2 separate regions of the Xenopus laevis genome follow, and region 2 is linked to region 1. The links are chromatin contacts, called in public Hi-C maps. All regions are on one chromosome and are shown on one strand. Each heading gives the region's core, a stretch centred on a gene start, on an enhancer-like site or on the middle of the called end of the contact. The rest is flanking DNA. Distances are from core to core; before and after follow the strand shown. Region 1 holds the start of fbf1.L (fas-binding factor 1). Region 2 overlaps srp68.L (signal recognition particle 68kDa L homeolog).

The links. Hi-C and Micro-C count contacts between places; a contact is called where the count stands out from the background.
Region 2: a contact with region 1 is called in a Hi-C map of the XTC cell line, with 1.7 times the contacts expected there. The contact joins the enhancer-like site here to the promoter of fbf1.L in region 1. A contact is called at or near these places in 2 of 4 Hi-C or Micro-C datasets (the XL177 cell line and the XTC cell line).

What each region holds. Positions count from the first base shown.
Region 1 is chr9_10L:47,458,609-47,465,030 of Xenopus_laevis_v10.1, forward strand. fbf1.L (fas-binding factor 1) reads right to left here and starts at 3,989. Exons shown (of 30, transcript XM_041575939.1): 1 at 3,015-3,989; 2 at 2,623-2,681; 3 at 1,412-1,453; 4 at 937-1,030. The coding sequence starts at 995. acox1.L (acyl-CoA oxidase 1, palmitoyl L homeolog) reads right to left here. Exons shown (of 14, transcript NM_001096680.1): 14 at 5,852-6,422.
Region 2 is chr9_10L:47,531,983-47,538,404 of Xenopus_laevis_v10.1, forward strand. srp68.L (signal recognition particle 68kDa L homeolog) reads right to left here. Exons shown (of 16, transcript NM_001099904.1): 16 at 5,150-6,407. The coding sequence ends at 6,180. Among protein-coding and RNA genes, the nearest start is that of srp68.L, 19 kb to the right of the region's middle. Within about 2 kb of position 3,684, at least 1 of the 7 cell types and tissues checked has an H3K27ac peak or open chromatin away from gene starts, as enhancers often do.

The sequences.
Region 1 (6,422 bases), core at 2,739-5,238:
AATATCCTGTAAATTATATCCTTATAAACGGTGAGTTCTGATGTCATCAGTTATAAACGGTGAGTTCTGATGTCATTTCTGTCACATGACTCATTGAAATTTGTGTATTATAATAAATAAAGTACCCCCAGTTGTAAAATATGAGGATATTAGAAGTTACCTCGGAGTTCCATGACCTGTATAAAAACACTCGGCCTTTGGCCTCGTGTTTTTATATGGTCATGAAACTCCTCGGTAACTTATAATATCCCTATATTTTACAAAAGGGGGTACTTTATTCACTATATATTTAACAAACCCATATTTCTTAGATAACCTGAACATACTAAAAATCTGAATAAAAAGCATGAAACAGGAGGGTGATTTAGACAAGCTGTTTGTTGACAGTGTCTTGAGATCTACGGATTACCATCTACTGGTAGATCCCGATCTACCTTTTGGGCATGATGTAGAGAATGATATTCTGAGACAATTTGCAGTTGGTTTTCATTTTATATTGTTTGTGGTTTTTGAGTTATTTAGCTTTTTATTCAGCAGCTATCCAGTTTGCAATTTCAGCAATCAGGTTGCTAGGGTCTAAACTACCCTAGCAATCGTGCATTGATTTGAATAAAAGACTGGAATATGAATAGGAGAGGGCCTGAATACAAATATCAGTAATACAAAGTAGCAATAACAATACATTTGTAGCCTTAGAGAGCATTTGTTTTTTTTAGATGTGACCCCCATTTGAAAGCTGTTGAGAATAAGGCAAATAATTAAAAAACTATACGAAATAAATAATTAAGACTAATTGGCCATTCTATAATAACATAGTTAAGTTTTAAGGTGAACCCCCCTTTTAAGTAGATGCAACCTGTTTTCATTGGTAAGCCAATGCTGTAACATACAACAATAGCTTGCCAATTTAAAATTGAAGATATAAAATTAATTTACCTTTTGTGAGTGCTGGATGTAATGCGGGAATGGGGTTTGTTTGGAAAAGCAGAATTCATAGGAGACGGCTTGCGTGCTCTGATCGGAGTTGGTTCTGCAATTGTATCAGATTTAAATTTTAGTACAACCTAGAATTAAAGATGCAATATACACCTGCTTTACACAAGCCCATTGATTAGAGACTAGGTAGATAATTAGAGATAGAGGACTTTGTGCCAGGTTAGGTATGGGTTGGAAAGCTGTAGGTTAGGTTTGGCTGTGGGTTAAAAATGTTCTAATTGTTCTAAACCCAATAGGCAACAACTAAGGTAGTTTTGTAGCTAAAATCAGCATTCAAAACTCCCTGGATTCACTTTCAACCAAATTTTACTAGGCACCTTCTGATCTCATAGGTTAACTTGACTGAGGAGAGAACTTTTTAGACTAATCACACCTAAATATATTTTTCAAAGATTTATATAAACTCCTTCCTTACCATCATCTTTAAGAAGGTCTCCAAGGTCATCATCTATAGAATCTGGAGATAAGCAGAGATACATAAATCAGATTAAGTATAGGATCTTAGCATCATTACCTATATTGGGACTAAAAGTACAAGCAGCAGAGATGTAATCATAAAGATTATAATGGATTACTGGCATTGGTAAGACTGTAATACACAAGGAGCAACGTATTTATATTGCCACTAGGTATTTCGATTTAACCACTATCTACCTGTGACATGGAATTGAGTTTTATAATTTAGTGTTTCATTCATGGGCCAGCTGTTGGAAGGTGAGCTGATTGAGGGAAAGTTGAAGAGCAGGGCAAATAGATAAATAACGAAAGAGACAGGCCAAATGAATATGAAATAATGAATTAAATATAGGAAAGAAAAATCTATATGTGTTGAGCGTAGACTTTTACCTAAAATTCCTTTCTTTTTTCTTGCTGCCTAAAATACAAATTAAAAAGAAGCAAATTATTACACATGATTTCAATGGCCACAGGTGAGGTTAGGTGCAGAACTCTAGGGCACAAACCAGGGCTACTAGAATTAAAGGGGAACTAAAGTCTAAAATAGAATAACGCTAGAAATGCTGTATTTGTATACTAAAACACTTACTGCACCAGAAGCCCAATTAAACAAATGATTTAAGCTTTCAAAGTTGGCCGCAGGGGGCTGTCATCTTGTAACTTTGTTATGCATCTATGCACATGCACAGTGTGGTCTGCTCTTCAGTTGGGAGGTTAAGCTTAGGGGTCGTCATAAATTATCAAAACAGCACAAGTCAAATTATATCTGCCATAGAAGCCGATACAGCTAGACTGATTAATAATCAGAATATGCAGACTGCACTGGGTCTGTGGATAGGAATCTCTACACAGTCGCCGGCTGCTTTACAGGGAAACAAACAAAGCTGCTTGAGTTCTGGGAAGTAAGATGGTGCTTTGAAAGTAGGAGTCTGACGTTTCTTATCTGCAGCTGTCAGAGCAAGTAAAACGAAGGGGGAATTTCACTACATACAATCAGGTTTCTTCTAAAAGCTGTACACATTTTTAAATTAAAGTATATTGGAGATAGATTTCTTTTTCATTAAAGAAAGTAAAAATTTGATTTTTTTTTTTGCCTTTACATCCCCTTTAAAGACAGCCCTTGCCATTTCATTAATGGAACTGTAAATCAAGGCAGTGTTATATACTTACCATTCTGGGTGTAAAAGGTTATCTCTGCTCAGGGAGTCCTTCATACACAGACCCTAGGACTGATATAAAGAAGTGACACAGGAATCAGGAGTTTACACTAAAACACACTCCCCTGTGTTTGGGGGAATAACACAGAAAGTACATCAGGGGGTCAGTGAATGACAAAACAGAAACAGGTTACAGAGAGAGATGGGAAAGGACAGATGGCAGCTGAGAAGGAGATTAGTGCAGTAAAGAAGGAAAGGGCTACAGGCTAGAAGATCACACAGAAGGAAGATCAGATGGTGAGTTGCACACAGTCTCTGGCACAGCATTCACAGTACCATTTTACGCATCATACTCTGGCCCCGTGTCTCCCCGATGTACGGACCACCCACTAAAAGATCACTTACACTGGGGACGCATGAGAGACACTCAACAACAGCTCTCCGCTCACTCCTAGCTACCCAATCGGCTTCCCTCACAACCACTACTTCCGGGGGGCGCGACGCATGCTGGGCATTGTAGTTCTACGGATGCGTTCGAAAAGCCGAGCGTGGACGTAAAGACGTTGTTCTAGACGAGTGATTTTGGCGATCTCCCTGGCAATACACACGCTGCGCTTCTAAAATGATTGCAGCAGTGGTGCATTGTGAGAGCTGTAGTTGTAAAGCTGGAACGGCCAGGAGCTCAAGTGACTGAGGTATTTGTATTTAGGTAGGGTATAACGTGCAAGGAGATGTATTTATTGTGACATCCAGAGCTGCATACTAATCAGGTATTGAATTATGGGGAACTGGGTTATGCAGCTGGGAGTAATAATACCGGCTGACTTCACATGGTGGTGCCACTGCTAGCACTTTTTTTCCCTATTAGAGTTATAGATATTTCCTCTAGTAAAGTGAGTTTGCAGAGGAGGCTGTTAAAAGAGCTGCTTTCCCCTGGTCTAGTCTCCATCTCCCTCAAGAAGTTTGACTTATTACAGAAGCAGTGTGATGCTGCCCCTATGTCTATAGCAGGGGTGTACAACCTGTGGCCCAGGATGGATATGAATGCGGCCCATCTTAAATTTCTGGCAATCCAGGAGCCGATTGAACTTCCACCAATCCAGGAGCTGCTTGAACTTCCTGCAGTCCAGGAGCTGATTGAACTTCCGGCAATCCAGGAGCCGCTTGAATTTCCACCAATCCAGGAGCCGCTTGAACTTCCGCCAATCCAGTCAGGAGCTGCTTGAACTTTCATCAATCCAGGAGCCGCTTGTACTTCCGGCAATCCAGGAGCCATTTGAACTTCTGCCAATCCAGGAAACATCATGTTGCAATGTCAGGCATAGAGGGCGCAGAGTACGCGGTTGCTTATTGTGTGCATGTGTGCTTTAAATTTTACATGGGGTGTGCAGTGTGTGGCTTTCTAGAGCAGGTAAAGCAGTTAACAAGTGAGCGTTTAGTTACTTACAAAGGCAGGTAAGCATTCTTCAGCGGCATCGCCTGATATGCTAGGGATATATGCAGCGCCTATTAGAGTTATGGATATTTCCTCTAGGAAGTAAGTTTGCAGAGGAGGCTGTTAAAAGAGCTGCTTTCCCCTGGTCTAGTCTCCATCTCCCTCAGGAAGTTTGACTTATTACAGAAGCAGTGTGATGCTGCCCCTATGTCTATAGCAGGGGTGTCCAACCTGCAGCCCAGGATGGATATGAGTGCGGCCCATCTTAAACTTCTGGCAATCCAGGAGCCGCTTGAACTTCCGGCAATCCAGGAGCCGCTTGAACTTCCGGCAATCCAGGAGCCGCTTGAACTTCCGGCAATCCAGGAGCCGCTTGAACTTCCGCCAATCCAGGAGCCGCTGGAAATTCCGCCAATCCAGGAGCCGCTTGAACTTCCGCCAATCCAGTCAGGAGCTGCTTGAATTTTCGGCAATCCAGGAGCCGCTTGAACTTCTGCCAATCCAGGAAACATCATGTTGCAATGTCACGCACAGAGAGCGCAGAGTACGCGGTTGCTTATTGTGTGCTTTAAATTTTACATGGGGTGTGCGGCTTCCTAGAACAGGTAAAGCAGTTAACAAGTGAGCGTTTAGTTACTTACAAAGGTTTATGATACCCTCTTTTCTTTTACAATAAAATAAATAAAAAAATAGCGTTAGTGTTTGTGTGTATTTCGAGTGTGACCCTAGAACATATTTCTTCTTCCAATGTGACCCAGGGAAGCCAAAAGGTTGGACACCACTGGTCTATAGTGTATAGCAGTGATCCCCAACCAGTGGCTTGTGAGCACCAATCCCTTTGATGTTGCTCCCAGTGGCCTCAAAGCAGGTGCTTATTTTTAAATTTCTGTCTTGGAGGCAAGTTTTGGCTGTATAAAAAGCAGGTGTACTGCCAAACAGAGACTCCTCTAGGCTGTCAGTCCACATCGAGCTACCAAATAGCCAATCACAGCCCTTATTTCGCACCCCCAAGGGCTTTTTTCAAGCTTGTGTTTCTCCCCAACTCTCTTTATATTTGAATGTGACTCGGGTAAAAAAAGGTTGGGGACCGCTGGTGTATTGGATGGTTTTCTGGCTCCCAAAAAGCCTGGTTCCTCAGTAGAGGTAGAATGGAAGTCTAGGATGGAAAGGGCAAAAGGGATGGCTTTGAGAATGGCTTGGGTGGCTTCTGGGCAGTATAAGTGCAAATAGAATGTGTGTCTGTTATCCTTATGGAATCCAACATGACCATGGATGGGCAGTTCAGTTAACATTTTGAGTAGACTTGTAGATGTCCATAAAAGTAAATGCACAGATCAGTGGGTAACTATATGATATCACCCCCCCCCTTTTTGTTAATAAAGGTATTTTTCATAAATATATATTGAAACTGCTTATCAGTCACTGCCATGGGTGGGCAGTTCAGCTCACATTTTGGGTAGACTTGTAGATGTCCATAAAAGTAAATGCACAGATCAGTGGGTAACTAAGATATTGCCCCCCCCCACACACACATTTTTCAGATATTTTTCATAAACATATATTAAAACTGCTTATCAGTCACTGCCCCCACCCCCCTTTAGTTATACTGTTAGAACAGATCCTGGTTTCTAAAAGAGGCCCTGGCTGGCCTATAATTTCATAGAGTAGCTGATATAATATTTTATATATGTGAATCTGTTGTGTGCTGTTCAGCAGTCTACATCAGTGGCAGAACCTCATTTACCAAACCTCTCAATACGGCCGTGCACATTGTGTAACAGTAATAAAGAGACAGAAGGCAGGGCAAGAAATTTCAGGGCTTTATTATAATCTTTACATAAAAATTAACAGATTAATTACATTTTTAAACTTGTCTCTCTTTATCCCCAAGATAACACCGTCTCTGACATCCATCAAAAGACAACATGGAAACATTACAGCGAACACCGTCCAGTGCATAAATCAAATATTCCCTTAATTTCTGGCCATGTAGTCCGGAGCAAGCGCTCCTTTAGATTAACATTGAGTGTATTGACAAATGTATTCTTATCCACTGTGGAGCTAAGTCTTTTATATGCTTTTCTATTTTGCATCAATTCGAAGCAAAACTTAGTCATTTGGTTTCTAGGGAAGTGTAGCTGGTAACCCAAAAAGCAGGTGGATGTGCGTCAGATGTTGTTATAACTGTGTATTGCTTATATTTCTCTTTAGCACTTCTGTCCTTATTTTACTGATCATTTCTTGTTGCTCAATTCAGTGAGCCTGGCAAAGAAACAGGGAAACAGCTCAAATTCTAGACCCAGACTAATCTTATTATATCATTGACTACATAATTCTTAAAGGTTTATTGTAAGTTGGATCTTCACTTCCTTTTAACA
Region 2 (6,422 bases), core at 2,434-4,933, 73 kb after region 1:
CACATTTGTTTTTTCAGCAGTCGTTTTAGTTTGATATGGACATCGCATGTCTTGTCTGATATCCAGACCACATTCCAGATTGCTCCCAAGAAAAAGACAAGATGGCAGCAGTTCTGCCTACATTAGTAGCCAGTTTCAGAATTGGGCCCAGGCAATACCATATGGCCCAGCATACTGCCTAAATGTCGAAATTTGAGCTGTATATAAGGCTCATTGGGGCTGTGAGACCTTGCCTGTGATAGGATTTGTTCCTGGTGCTTCTGAGCTTTAAGCTAGATCTGTCTGAACCTGTTTTGATTCCTGTTGTGACCCCTGCCTGGCTTTTTGACTATTCTGATCTCTGGATCTTGACCCTTGCCTGAATACCGACTGCCTCTTCTGCTAAATCCTTTCTGATTGACTACCTGGTTTGACCCTTGCCTGCCTGACTACATTGCCTGCCTCGACCCGGCCTGATTTGGCTACTCTATTGCCTAACGCCTTGTACTACGACCATGTGCCAAAGACTGTGCTTTACAGTCGTGCCCCTCTGCCTATCCAGAACCTATAGCCTTGCACCTCTCGTTTAAGTCCTGGTGGCATCCAAGTAGCTGAGGGCTCCTCTCGAGGCCAACGGCGGTCACACTACAGGTGAAGCACGAGCCGAGACCAGGGTGCTTGGCATTTGTTCTGGTGTTGGGTGCCGACCGGTACAGGTACAATGTATTAAACTTGAGTTCACTACTTGTCTACACATAGCAACAAATCAGAACAGAATACATCTTCCTGTTTTTAGCTCTCTAACTCTGAGTTAGTCAGTGACTTGAAGGGGAGGGGCACATGGTACCTAACTGTTCAGTGAGTTTGCAATTGATCCTCAGCATTCAGCTCAGATTCAAAAGCAACAGTTTTGACACATGTGCCCCCCCCCCTCAAGTCACTGATTGGTTACTGCCTGGTAACCAATCAGTGGAAACCAAGAGAGCTGCAAAGCAGGAAGTAGTGTTCTGGCTATTATGTTACACATCCAGTCACTCCAGTCTTTATACATTACATTTTAACTATATTAGAAACATTTTTTACTTTTCACAGCCTATCTATTTACTTTTATTTTTATACTGAACAATTCCTTTAAAAGTAATGGGATATAAGGAATTCAGATTTCTGTAGTCCCTGAAATACTTGTGTGCCATTGCCCAGAAGAAGCCAGAAGCAGTAGGAAACACAGTAAATACCAGACCTTCTGCTTTGATGATTTTTCTTTGCCGTTACTTGTCCTTTAAGACCAATACATCTAATCATTGGTGGCTCGATTGCTACGCTCTTAGGGCTCTTACAGATGAGTGTTTGAAGCGGTGCTCCCCTGCGTTCCGTTTTTATGCGTTCAGCCGCAGGGGAGCGCTGGAGTAGACGCATTCAGTTTTTTGCAATGGGGCTGTACTCACACAGGCGCATGTAGGCGCCGAACGCAGGAAAAATGCAGCATGTTGCGTTTTAACCTGCGTTCGCCTGTGTGAGTACAGCCCCATTGAAAAAAACTGAATGCGTCTGCTCCCCTGCGGCTGAACGCATAAAAACGCTCATCTGTAAGAGACCTTATGGAGTGAATTAAATGGTTACACTCTGCTTACACCACAGTGGAAAAGTGACTAACTTCAGTCAGCCTTTTACTGGGCCTGGATCTAGAAGCAACTCATTTGTTTTGAGTATCAGCCATGGGCAAACGATTGGGAAGAACATTAAGCTCACTCAGGCAGATTTGGGCGTTTCCCCATAAGTGGGTGCTCTTCAGGCGTGACTGATAGTTTCAGCTTACTGCATCCACCTTGATCACATTCCTGCACTATTTTTGGAATCGTTGTTTTATTCTATTATTACAGTCTGTTTATACAGTCGTGCGCACTAATAACACTATAATTACCATAAATCAGTGGGTTTACAGCTTATACTGGGACGCTGAGTATTTCATCTTATTTACCCTGGAACACATGCAAGCTTTACTAAACCGTGTCAGTTGAGGTATTCATAGTATTTGCCCTATTTTGCTTCTACATTTTCATACTTTGCTGGCTGAGAAAGATCTTGGCAAACTTTCTTTTATTAGTTTAAAGGAGAAGGAAACCCTAAGATAGGGACTAAAAACACCATGTTTTATATACTGAACTTATTGCACCAGACACTCAGTGGGCTCTGAGCAGCTGTTAAGAAGCTAAGCTTAGGGGTCGTCACTAATTATCCAGCAGAAAATGAGGTTGGCCTGTAATATAAGCTGATTATTAAATTCTGATGCTAGTTGCACTGGTTTCTGTGCTGCCATGTAGTAATTATCTGTATTAATTACTAATCAGCCTTATATTGTGACATTTCTATTCTATGTGTACTGTATATTGTGAGTGGGTCCCTAAGTAAGTGTAAGTGACAGCAGCACAGAGCATGTGCAGTGAATCAGCAGAAAAGAAGATGACGAGCTACTGGGGCATCTTTGGAGACAGATCTTTACTGCTAAAGGACTGTGGTTGCCTTGGGCTGGTACAGAAGCCCAAAACATAACGTACAACATTTCTAGCTACTTCTTTAGTTTAACTTTCCTTTTCCTTTAAGGGTACTGGCTGCTAAGTTCATGGTGATATCACCAGAGTGTAGTTCATTGAGCACTTGGCAAGATTGTCTCATTTATCATGGACTGATTTGTGGTGAGCCAAAGTGTCATAACTTTTCTTTCACAGGCCCTACCAGTCATGTTAATATGCCACCTGCAACCATTGCAATCCCCCCGCCATCATGATTAGAAAGATAATAATGTACAGTTCATGGCATTTTCTAAAAAAACTGAGTGAACCCCAATTAGGTACAGGTATGGGATCAGTTATCAGGAAACCCGTTATCCAGAAAGCTCCAAATTACAGAATGCCTCTCTCCCATAGACTCGATTTTATCCAACATTTTTAAAATGATTTCCTTTTTTTCTGTAGTAATAAAACAGTTGATCCCAACTTAGATATAATTCATCCTTATTGGAAGCAAAATCACCCTATTGGGTTTATTTAATGTTTACATGATTTTCTAGCAGATTTAAGGAAGATCCAAATTCTGGAAAGATCTGTCATCTGGAAACCCCAGGTGCCGAGCAGTCTGGATAACAGGTCTGATACATGTATCAGTCAGAGAGGTTATTGTTTTGGCCCCACTGCTGCTGCTTCAGCCCTTGTATGGGCTAAATTACCTTGATGGCCATGATAATGATAAGAACACTATAAAAAAAATAAACCATCAATATTAAAACTTAAAAAAAACTGTTAGGGCAGGGGCACACGGGCAGATTTAGTCACCTGGCAACTAATCGCCTCTTCTTCAGGGCGACAATCTCCTGAACTGCCTTCCGCCTGCTAAAATGAAAAACCGCCTGCGGCAATACACTCGCGGCACTTCGATTTCCAGAGTCGCCTGAAGTTTCCTTGTGATGCAACTTCGGAAATCGAAGCACCGCGAGTGCCATTGCACTGGCGTTTTCTCATTATAGCAGGCGGAAAGCAGTTCGGGGAGATTGTCGCCTGGCGACTAAATCTCCCCGAATCTGCCTGTGTGCAGTTCCCCAGGTTTTCCCTAACTAAAACAAAACAATATCTGTAGCAAGAATAGGTTTCATTGTATATGAGCTTGTACCCACCCACTGTCTGTAGAGGAAGCAATGATACCTGCTTTTAGCCAGATACTAATAACAGCTACTAATCCACATGGAGATTAGTCTCTTTTTCCACCTGTTTGATTAATACTTTGAGCCTTGAACACAAGGACCTGGGAGAGGGAACCCAGGCATTATATGCAGTATACTAATCTTAAAGGAGAAGGAAAGGCTTTTTAACTTGGGCAATAACCCCAAGTTATTACATTTACATACCCAATACCCTGGGCTGATGCTCCTACCAGCAGAATATTGCACTCGCCCAGGGCTCCACCATGGAGTAATCCTCTCCTTTCTTCAAATTTCCTGGGGCAGATGCATATGCAATAGAGTGAAAAGACCAGATTTTCTTTTGTTAAAATCGCTCCATGCTGCTCACTGGAAGTGCAGGTTTTTGCTGATAGGAGCACCAGCTTGGAGGTGCTTAACTTTTGGCACCTTTCTCCTTTAAAGGTGGTTCACATTTAAGTTAAAGGAAAACTATACCCCCAAACAATGTAGGTCTCTATAAAAAGATATTGCATAAAACAGCTCATATGTAAAATCCTGCTTCATGTAAATAAACCATTTTCATAATAATATACTTTTCTAGTAGTATGTGCCATTGGGTAATTGTAAATAGAAAATTGCCATTTTAAAAAATAAGGGCCGCCCCCTGGGATCGTAGGATTCACTGTACTCACAAACATACCAACAAACCATACATCTTAGGTCACATGAGCCAATTAACAGACAGAGTTGTGTCTTTTGCTTCCACACTACTTCCTGTTACAGTTAGTGTTGTAATATTTCTGGTCAGGTGATCTCTGAGGCAGCACACAGACCATCACGGAATGGTGGCTCAAGGCAAGAGATGTAAAAGGCAATATTTACTTAAATATATATTTCAGTTTGGTAAGATTCTTTAATATGCCACTTAATTTGATATAAGCTTAAGTGTTCATTTTGGGGGTATAGTTTTCCTTTTAGTATGCTATAGAATGGCTAATTCTAAGCAACTTTTCAATTGGTCTTTGTTATTTATTTTGTATAGTTTAATTACTCGCCTTCTTCTGACTCTTTCCAGCTTTCAAATGGGGGTCACTGACCCCATCCAAAAAAAACAATGCCCTGTAATGCTACAAATGTATTGTTATTGCTACTTTTTATACTGATCTTTCTGTACAGGCCTCTCCTATTCTTATTCCAGTCTCTCATTCAAATCAGTGCATGGTTGCTGGGGTAGTCTGAACCCTAGCAACCAGATTGCTGAATAAAAAGCTAAATAACTCAAAATCTACAAGTAATAAAAAACAATCTCAAATTGTCTCAGAATATCACTCCCTACATCATACCACAAGTTAATTTAAAGCTGAACAACCCCTTTAAGCGAGATGTGCAGGGTTTTATATGCAAAGCAATCTTTAGAGGGTGTAAATAGGGGAGAGTATCCTGAGCCCATCACACTGGGGGGTGTTCAGTGAGGCAGTCAATAACACAGAATTTTTTTATTCACATGGAAGCAGTTTATTGACCCCATTTCAAACCAAATCAAAAATTCCCACAAAACTTGATCCACAGCACAGTGGCCAGCGACACTAAGTGACATAACACTAATTATAAGGTTTTATTAAACTGATACGGACAGAACATGATGGAGACTTCAGGAACAATCACGTGGGTATTTCATCTGCTGGATGGGACAATCATTGCTGTTGGCATAAGATTTCTTCTTGAACTCTTCTTGTGCCAAAAGTGTCGATCCTCCAGCATATAATGTGATTGGGCAAGTTAAAAATTAAAAAAAAAAAAACTGCTCATGGTGCAATTGCCAAATAAGAGGATCTTTACCCAAACTGGCCGCCATAAGGGGGAAGGACCAAATCAGACAGGGAGCCAATGATATAATCCACAGCCCGTTGTCCAGTACAAATGATCATGCCCTAGAAAGGCAATACCCCATGAGCCTGCAGCAAAAAAAACGTTTATTTCACTTTAAAACTAAAAGTTTTTGTTTTTCCGTCAAAACTAGAAACACAAACTAGAGTTCATTTTTAAACCGTAATAGAGTTACGTGTCAGTACCACTTTAATGCCTGCCTCCATCTTGCTCCCGGGGCTACAAACCTACCGACTGGAGTAAGGCCACACTATACCGTAGTATTGGTCACTTAAGATGGGGAGGGGGAAGATGTTCATATTCTGATAGCGTTAAAAAATTAAATAGGATTTTATGTGACAATCAGTACCTTCATTGGACAAAAAAAAAAAAACCTCATCTGAATTAATATTTGTTCAGGGTATTACATAAAATGCAGCATATTACTGGCAGTGCCAGGAGTGTGTATTTCTGTCCAATAAATCCAGGGGTACTGGGATGAAAGTAAATTTGTTGTTGGCCAAAGCAGGAAGCGAATACCTTTGCCCGATAACATTATAAATTAAATAGAAATCATTAGTGAAGCTTTGCACCAGCATTTATCTGTGGATCCAAGTCGTAAAAACAAATGATGTTCTCGTATCTGTGGCCTTTCTTTCCATTAACTGCGAAATCCGAAAAAACCTTTAAAGTATCCGGTCAGACCGCTCTTAGCCTTCTGCTCCAGCTTATCCTCCAGAGAGGGCAAAGTCACGTGGTTCAGAGCCAGGTCGAAGAAAAGAGGCTTGCAGGGAATCGGATGGAAGTTCGGCGGGAACTGAACCAAGCTGGCGTGTTTTCCTACTATGGATGGGTCAAGTGAAAAGACATCGAATCGATCTGACAGCGGCTGTAATGGAGCAGA